Regions from separate parts of the Mus musculus genome. Here region 1 is linked to region 2. Evidence: chromatin contacts called from public ChIA-PET data. All regions are on one chromosome and are shown on one strand. The core of a region is the stretch at or near the end of the contact, and the rest is flanking DNA. Distances in the headings are between cores, read along the strand shown. Region 1 overlaps Acoxl (acyl-Coenzyme A oxidase-like). Region 2 overlaps Acoxl (acyl-Coenzyme A oxidase-like).

The links. ChIA-PET counts read pairs in DNA pulled down with a chosen protein or histone mark.
Region 1: a contact with region 2 is called in an RNA polymerase II ChIA-PET map of memory CD8 T cells, with 11 read pairs. The contact joins two enhancer-like sites. A contact is called at or near these places in 3 of 39 promoter capture datasets (embryonic stem cells, liver and second pharyngeal arch cranial neural crest), 6 of 484 Hi-C or Micro-C datasets (CD4 T cells, conventional dendritic cells, granulosa cells and 3 more) and 2 of 115 datasets of contacts at active chromatin or transcription factors (CD8 T cells and memory CD8 T cells).

What each region holds. Positions count from the first base shown.
Region 1 is chr2:128,025,349-128,029,306 of GRCm38.p6, reverse strand. The region is part of intron 12 of Acoxl (acyl-Coenzyme A oxidase-like); the gene reads right to left. Among named protein-coding and RNA genes, the nearest start is that of Bcl2l11, 99 kb to the left of the region's middle. Within about 2 kb of position 1,341, at least 14 of the 459 cell types and tissues checked have an H3K27ac peak or open chromatin away from gene starts, as enhancers often do. A contact at or near this core is called in CD8 T cells and memory CD8 T cells, where this site is marked.
Region 2 is chr2:127,889,372-127,893,096 of GRCm38.p6, reverse strand. The region is part of intron 8 of Acoxl (acyl-Coenzyme A oxidase-like); the gene reads right to left. Among named protein-coding and RNA genes, the nearest start is that of Acoxl, 37 kb to the right of the region's middle. Within about 2 kb of position 2,271, at least 43 of the 459 cell types and tissues checked have an H3K27ac peak or open chromatin away from gene starts, as enhancers often do. A contact at or near this core is called in CD8 T cells and memory CD8 T cells, where this site is marked.

The DNA.
Region 1 (3,958 bases), core at 92-2,591, 140 kb before region 2:
AGGCTCCTGGCCTGGAGACGGTACATTCAAGGGTTGTCACTCTTGGTTACCGCTTACAGCCACACCCAGGTGTGTTTTGATAATCTTCCAGATGCTTCTCAAGTCCAATGTAGTAGGCAGTCAAGACTGATCCTTTATAGAAGTTCTCAGCCACTAAGATTTGGGGGCTACAGTCTCTAGATCCAATACTGTATCAGACAAAATAACAGGTGGCCAAGATGGGGCAGATACCTTAGCTAAGCATGCAGCTAAGGTGGGATTTTCCACCTGTGAGATATGTTCCTGATGATAATATACCATGTTTTATATTTTCCTCACCTTATACTATTAGTGTGATTTCCCACTTTAGAACCATCCCTGATTCACAAGAAGTTACAAAAATGAGGTAGGACAGAGAGATTCTCTCACCAACACCTCCACCCCTGAATGGACCTCAGGTATAGCACAAGTGCATCTCAAATCCAGGAAATTCTGCAACATTTATTCAGCAGAATTTTCTTTATAGTAGAGATTTCATTATTTAAAATATATTCTTTCATACATTTTTAAAAAAATTATCCAAGTCTGGTGTTATCCTTATACCAAATCTCCTTAAGGGAGGTTGTGATACAATTTCTGTTTAAGGACTGTGTCTGTGGCAATTTATACAGGTCTCTGGTTCTGCATGTGAGTACCCCATTTTCTTGCCTACCCAAGAGTCCTTTCTTAGTGATTGCATAGTCAGCAAAGATACCAGGTTTTTTTTTCTTAAAACAAAAACAAAAAACTCCAAAACAACAACAAAAACCAGGACCCATTTGCAAGAGGAATTAAGCTAATCTGTAGCCAACATTGAAGACTTTGAGTGTGAGAAACTGTACAGAAACACACATCAGAAACACACATATAATAAATATCGCATGCATCCTGGAACACAGATTGTGTAACACCAATATAAGGGTTTGGGTTTTGTTTTTTGTTGTTGTTGTTGTTGTTGTTTTGTGTGTGTGTGTGTGTGTGTGTGTGTTTAGGTCAAATCGTTTTTCAAGGCATCTGTGAATCAACTTTGCATTTCCACATGCTAAAGATTTCACTGATTCTTGCCAGGTACTGCGAACTTGGAGTAAAAAGTCTTACTGGGAAGGTTTGCTGCCAAGACAGAAACATTTGAGCCAATTAGAATAGAAAATATGAGTCTAAGGAGAAACTTCTAGATAACCCCATAGGGAGAAGGGAGGGACAGGCAGGCGGCGGGCAGGCAAGGCGGCAGGCGGGCGGTGGGGTCACACTGGGGTCTGCACCGTGCTTAGCAATAGAGTCAAGCAAGGCGGAAGTGCTTGTGGCTTCAGGGGCCCACATCATGCTGCAAGAGCAAAGTTAAAAGGAGTGAGGAGAGAACAGAAAACCAAGTGGGGTTCTTCTGCCCTTCTGCGAGTGGTCCGTGCTACTGCCTCGGTGTCACTCGCTAAAGCCCAGGACAGGGCAGGAAATATGACTTCCAGGGCTGTGGGAGGAAGAATGCCTCAGAAGGCAGAGAGGCTGCTGGGAAAGCCCGTGGCTGTTCCCTACTGGGGCTTCTGATGCAGACTCTGAAAGTGCACCATGGCAGTTATGATTTGATGCCTCCATGTGTGCAGGTCTGTTGGAAAGTGCTGTATGGCAGTAGGGGACAGACAGACAGACAGACAGACAGGCCCTTTCCTTCCTTCCCCCTCTCCCTCTTCGGTTCCTCACATGCATGGCAGTACAGTTTGAGCCCCACCACAGCATGCAGGTCCTATTTTAACTATTACAGCAGGGCCACACCCAACTCCCCTTCATGGTATGTGCTTGGACTGTTCCTTGCCAGAGAACGGCATTAACTAATGACTGGTGACCAACCCAGCTCACTGTATAAAAACCAAAGCCATCTTGGGTGTAGGGGGACAAACATGGGGCTTATATGTACAGGATGGCCACAGTACATTATAATTGCATTCATGCTGTGACCTAGGTGTCTATGGCAACACAGAACATAATACACACACATACAATCCTATGTATATTTCAGGTGATGCCCCCCCCCGCCCACTCTCTAGGCAAAGGCCAAGCCAGAGATTTCACAGTGTGAATAAAACAGAGCCCAGCTGTCTATCCTAAGTGAGCATCATTCCTCCAGAACTCCCCACCCCACCCCCACTCTGCAGCTTCTTATAGTTACGCGCAATCCAGGGAACTTGCAGATGATAGAGGCCATCTCTTGGGAATATCATGGACCTAAGGACAGTAACTTGTGAAGCTCAATCCTGGTCCTTTGCCCTCCCCAAGGAACCACCAACCTTTTCCATTAGTACCCAGAGCTACTGTTCAGAGCAGAAACATCCTGGAGAATTGTTTGGGAGCCAAGGGCCTGTGCCTACTATGTGGATGGCTCACATCCCTCCTGGTAGATAAGCTTGGTTTGATACCACCATGCCAGCCATTCCACATTAAAAATACTGTGCTTGCCATTTGAAAAACTGAAAATTCTGGAACACTTGTATCCACATTCCCCAGGACAACTACCAGTGAGAGCTAAGCAGCAGCTGTAGGCCCTGGGAAGAGGAAAAAGGACCTCAGATTATCTAAATCCTTACCACGCTCCGAGCACCCTGGGACTGCTGCAGTTGTTAAAGGACCCACCTGGCCCTGAAGGTAGAGATTACTGCTTAGTTATCTTCTGATGACTCACAGAAACTGGCGGAGTGGGGTCCTTCCTGCCCCCAGTTCTGCCAGTTATGTTATTACCCAAAAGGACCCACTTGGTGTGTCCGGTCAGTTCACCCTGTGCCATGGAGGCCAGTTCAGGAGCAGGTCTGCTCTGCAAACAGCTGATGCAATGCCTCCATACCCCACGGATCTTCAGTTTGGGTCCAAACCCTTTCCTATTGAGAGGTCTGCGCAGCCAAATCTCCAAGTTCAGATGTGTGCACTATGACTGGCCAAAAAGACCATAGAGAAGTCCAGCTGGAGGATTCATGGAGGGTTGGGGGCAGAGTGCTTCCTAAGGTTCTGCCCTTCTCCAGATTTGAGGTGGCTGCTTTGAGACCCAGGAACAACTACAGGGTCAGTTCAGTGAAGCCAACTTCTGGGAAGAAGGTCAGGCTTTGAGAGCAGATGGGCTATAGAGCTGGCCTGAGGTCACCATGGAGAATGACAGGTGTGCTGACAGTTTAGCCACACTTCCAAGAACCATGTACTGATCAATAACCCCACTAACAACTAGTTAAGACCAAATTCTCCAAAGCAAATGAGAGCCCCTCCCAAACCACTGTTTCCCTATCCTCACCCCCACCACATCTCAAATGTCTCCTGTGGGTCTGTCCCTCGCCTTCATCAGGTTCCTGTGTTCGTGTCCATGGCCATATGTCAGTCCCCTCCTCAGACCCAGGACCTGGCCATGACCACAGCTCCAACATTACATGTGTACAATTTTTATTACTGAAAATGAAAAGCAAACAAGACTTAATATCTGTGACAAAATAAATAAATAACACCAGGGAGGTTGCTAAAAAACGAGTCCTTTCAAGTTTTCTTCAACTTGAGTAATGTGGAAACCTTCTTGAAGGGGGGAAAAAAAGTCCCTTGCAATGTTGACTTAGCTTGTTTCAAATTATGTTACTTAAACGTACTCAAATATAAAACTAGATATAAACACCTTATGTTTATAGATCTGTCCAACTATAAACGATAAAATTAAATACAAGCCACATTACAAGCACCAATGAATCTCACATCAGCGGCTCCAATAGCAAGGCATAGAACACATTGTGGCAGGAACTTGGCCCTCCTAGATGTGGCAGAACCCCACACAATTTGCTCTTGGCTCTGCTGACTGGGGAAGAGGCCCCTCACCTCACCCTTTCTATAGCAGCACACCATGCACCCCACCCCCCTTGGCTTTTGCTCAGCACAAACACTTATTTTTTTCACTAACACGGAGCCTACATGTTTTCTCTCC
Region 2 (3,725 bases), core at 1,022-3,521:
TGAAGTTATTTTCAACGTACAAGTCTCAGATAAACTGTCAGTCATAAGTGAGGGGAAAATAAAGACCACCGATGACATATACGGAGTCAGAATTCTGTCAATCACGTTCCCTCCCAGATTTTTATTACATATTGCAACAAAACTAGAGGAAATCAAACAAAAAGATAAGTCTTGTTTTAAAAGATTGATTACTACCAGAAGTCTATCAAACAAACAAAAAAAGATAAAATGAACTAGAAGATATAACTGAGTTTTCTCCCAATGAGGGGAGGAAGCAACCGAAAACTGCAGCAGAAAACCGAGCCTTTCAAAAATATAACAATGAAAATGCCAGGTACTGTGGATTTGATTAGTTTATGGAGTATAAGACAGCTATGCTAGGACACTGTTCTTCACATTGTAAAAGGGTTTTCACATCGGATGTATATGGGGAAAACATATGTTTCACATTCTGCATAGTTCTACTGTTGACAAATACATAGCCCTGACCTTAATAATGTACTCAAATACCAAAAGCTAGGTGTTAAATACAGAAGAAAAACTCAATGTTTCAGTTTTTACAATATAAAAATGAATTACAGTTCTTCAGACCAAATTGGGGAGTGGATAAAATCAAGAAATCGAGTTATCAGGATAGGAAATGGGAGATCGCAGGATGTTTGTAGGTAATCTGGTAGGTTTTATACAGATTTGCAATGATGTAAAAATCTGAAACTAAAGGAAAATGGGGAAATGGAAATGAGGGTGTGTTTTGCATAATTGAGCTGAACTCACAGCAGAGCTGTAGAAATGCCTAGAATTAGTAAACCAAGAAATTCAGAAACACAAACAAGTCATAGACTCTCATCTTGCTCCTCCCCTCAGAGTTTTGTGGTGTCTGACTAAAAAGGCCCAGGGAATTTTTAAATATCTATAATGAGAGATAAACCTTTTTTGACCTATTAAAGTTTATTGTAGACTAGGCATAGAAAATTATTACAAGCCGGGCAGTGGTGGCGCATGCCTTTAGTCCCAGCACTTGGGAGGCAGAGGCAGGTGGATTTCTGAGTTCAAGGCCAGCCTGGTCTACAAAGTGAGTTCCAGGACAGCCAGGGCTACACAGAGAAACCCTGTCTTGAAAAACAAATAAACAAACAAACAGAAAAAAAGAAAGAAAATTATTACAGTGGATTGAGTTTTTTAAAATTCCTCTGGACACCTTCCATAAATGTTTGCCATAAATGGCTCCTTTCCCCATAAAAGAACATCTGTATGAAGAAGCCTCGGGCCTCAGCCCTTCATTAGCCCTCCTGGCACACAGATGCTTGGGACCACGGAAAGGTACTACTCTTAGAAAAAGCCAGCAGCCTACTATAGAGCCACTAGATGGGGTGGAGGCCTAGATTCTGGCCCTGCCACTAGCCAGCTGACATCTGACAAATTCCAGTTTGGGTAGAATCTCTATGACTTTCAATGTAGACAATTTTTAAATCTTTGGTTAAGCTCAGTTAATCAAAGCAAACATGACTGTATACCACACAGTGATCCAGGAGCAGCTGTGGCTAGGGCTTATGCAAGACACTCAAAGACTTATCACCTGAAAACTACCCTGCCTGCACGGTAAGAACTGGACCCTAGTGAACTGTGAGCCCTGACAAACCCTGGACAAACTGCTATGTTGTTTTAGATCACAACATTTCTCAACTAAATACAAGACTCATGAGAATATCCACCTTACAGGACTGCCGAGATGAACTGTGATTGCTCATAGCATGCTTCAAATGCTGTCCCTTAACAGGAAGCTCTCAACAAAAGCCAGCCACAGTTGTGGCTTTTCTCTTTCAATCCCTTTCTCTGTGAATCTACTAAAGCAAGGGACAGAAACATGACAGAGTGAAATGTGAAGAAAAGGGACAGTCCCCTTCACAGGGACCATCTTACATGGAAATGGCTTCAGGCAGAAACACTGAGGAAAACCTGCCAGCCATCGGTTGTCATTGTCCAACCTTCCAGGTGGCACAGACGATGATTCCCAGTGACAGGTGACAGTCTCCATGAAACAATGCAGCTCCCTACAGCTGTAGCCCAGATACCCTCTGTCCCAAGTAAGTGGGCCACAGAGCTGAGGAAGGCCAGCTTCCTTCCTAGCAGGACCCAAGCAAGGAACATCTGAAAAACAGTCCACAGCCATGTGTCCCAGTCCCCATGGCTGCCGTGGCTGTACCTGGAGCCTCAGAAGGCTGGGTTCCCAGAGGCCTGTTTGGCCTCTGATGACTCACTGACAAGCAGTGCTGATCCTTGAACTGCTGGCACAGTCACAGCAGCTAAAGTTCCCTATGCCACATCAAACAGGGAGGAACGCCCAAGGACTTCCCTCTCCTTCAGCACTGAAAAACTCCACTCCTACCACAGGCGCTGAGAGTGTCCATCTATCTGTAAGCACGACCTAGCTGTGTGACTCAAGAAAGATGGGCTGCATGCCAACTCTAGGTCACTCTGCCAGGGATCAAGAGGCCTTACTCGGAAATATTTCTATAAAAGAGGGGGTGGGGCGCAGCTGAGCGACCGAGTTTGTATTCTTCATGTAGGAATTCTTAGATTCAATCCCAACCATGGAGAGCAGTGGGGCTTAGTATAGAACACAATCTCCGAGGTCCCTTCCAACCCACAATACCCTAGGGCTTTCCTTCTATAAGGTGCTAGCCCTGGATCCCGACCACCACCTGCCCCTGTCCCCTTGCCAGGGTAACCCTGGATGCTCCCTTTCAATGGTCTAGTTTCTTTGGTACACTCTGAGTCTCTGTGGGGTATGCACCAGGTCATCTCTATCATCATCGCAGTGCTGAAAGGGAACAAATTGGGCCCATATAAAAGGAACTGCGCTCAAAACGGTAGTTCTTCCACACACTTTCAACACACAAGCTTATCTCTAGCTGTACTGAGCTCTGGCTCCTCACTTTGGAGGAAAGTGCGGCAGATTAATCTTTTAAAAGATAAATATTGCGGTATATATGTCTTTAATCCCAGTAACTGGCCTGAAGAGGCAGGGATATCTCTCTGAGTTAGAGGCCAACCTGGTCTATAAGGGGAGTTCAAAGCCAGGCAGAGATACATTGCAAGACCCTGACTCAAAATAAAGATAAATGTTTACGTTTCTGTTGTAAAAACATAAGCAATTGCCATAGAGTCAACACGACAATGTGTAAGCATTTTTATACCCATCCAAAGTGATACAACGGGCTTTGGTTTTGTTGGGTTCATTTGATTTTAGGAGACATTTATGAGTCAAATTATGCCCTGGAGTCATCAAAATAACCATAGCTTATTTACAAGCTTGATCTTGAGCCCAGCAATCACACAGCTGAGGCTCCCCCACTCTCACAGTGACCATTGCCCTTTTAAAGTCAGCACTTGTGGTTGATAAGAAGCCGAATAAACCGCTGACAACGGCAAAATTCCAGCCACTTCTGACACCCAAAGCAAAGCAAATAAGCAGTCAGGAAACAATCCGCAAATTGGTCTTTGCTGCCCTCTGGTGGTTGGTCCTGGGAAGGTTCCACGCCATAGTTGACACAGATGTACCCTTACCCCAATCTCCCATCCCAGGACCATCTACGCTAAAACCATCATCCCACCAGAATTCTCACCCACAGAGCAAGTCCTGGTATTCTGCTCTCTTCTCCCTCTCCCCCTACCATTCTCTTCTCTCTCTCTCTCTCTCTCTCTCTCTCTCTCTCTCTCTCTCT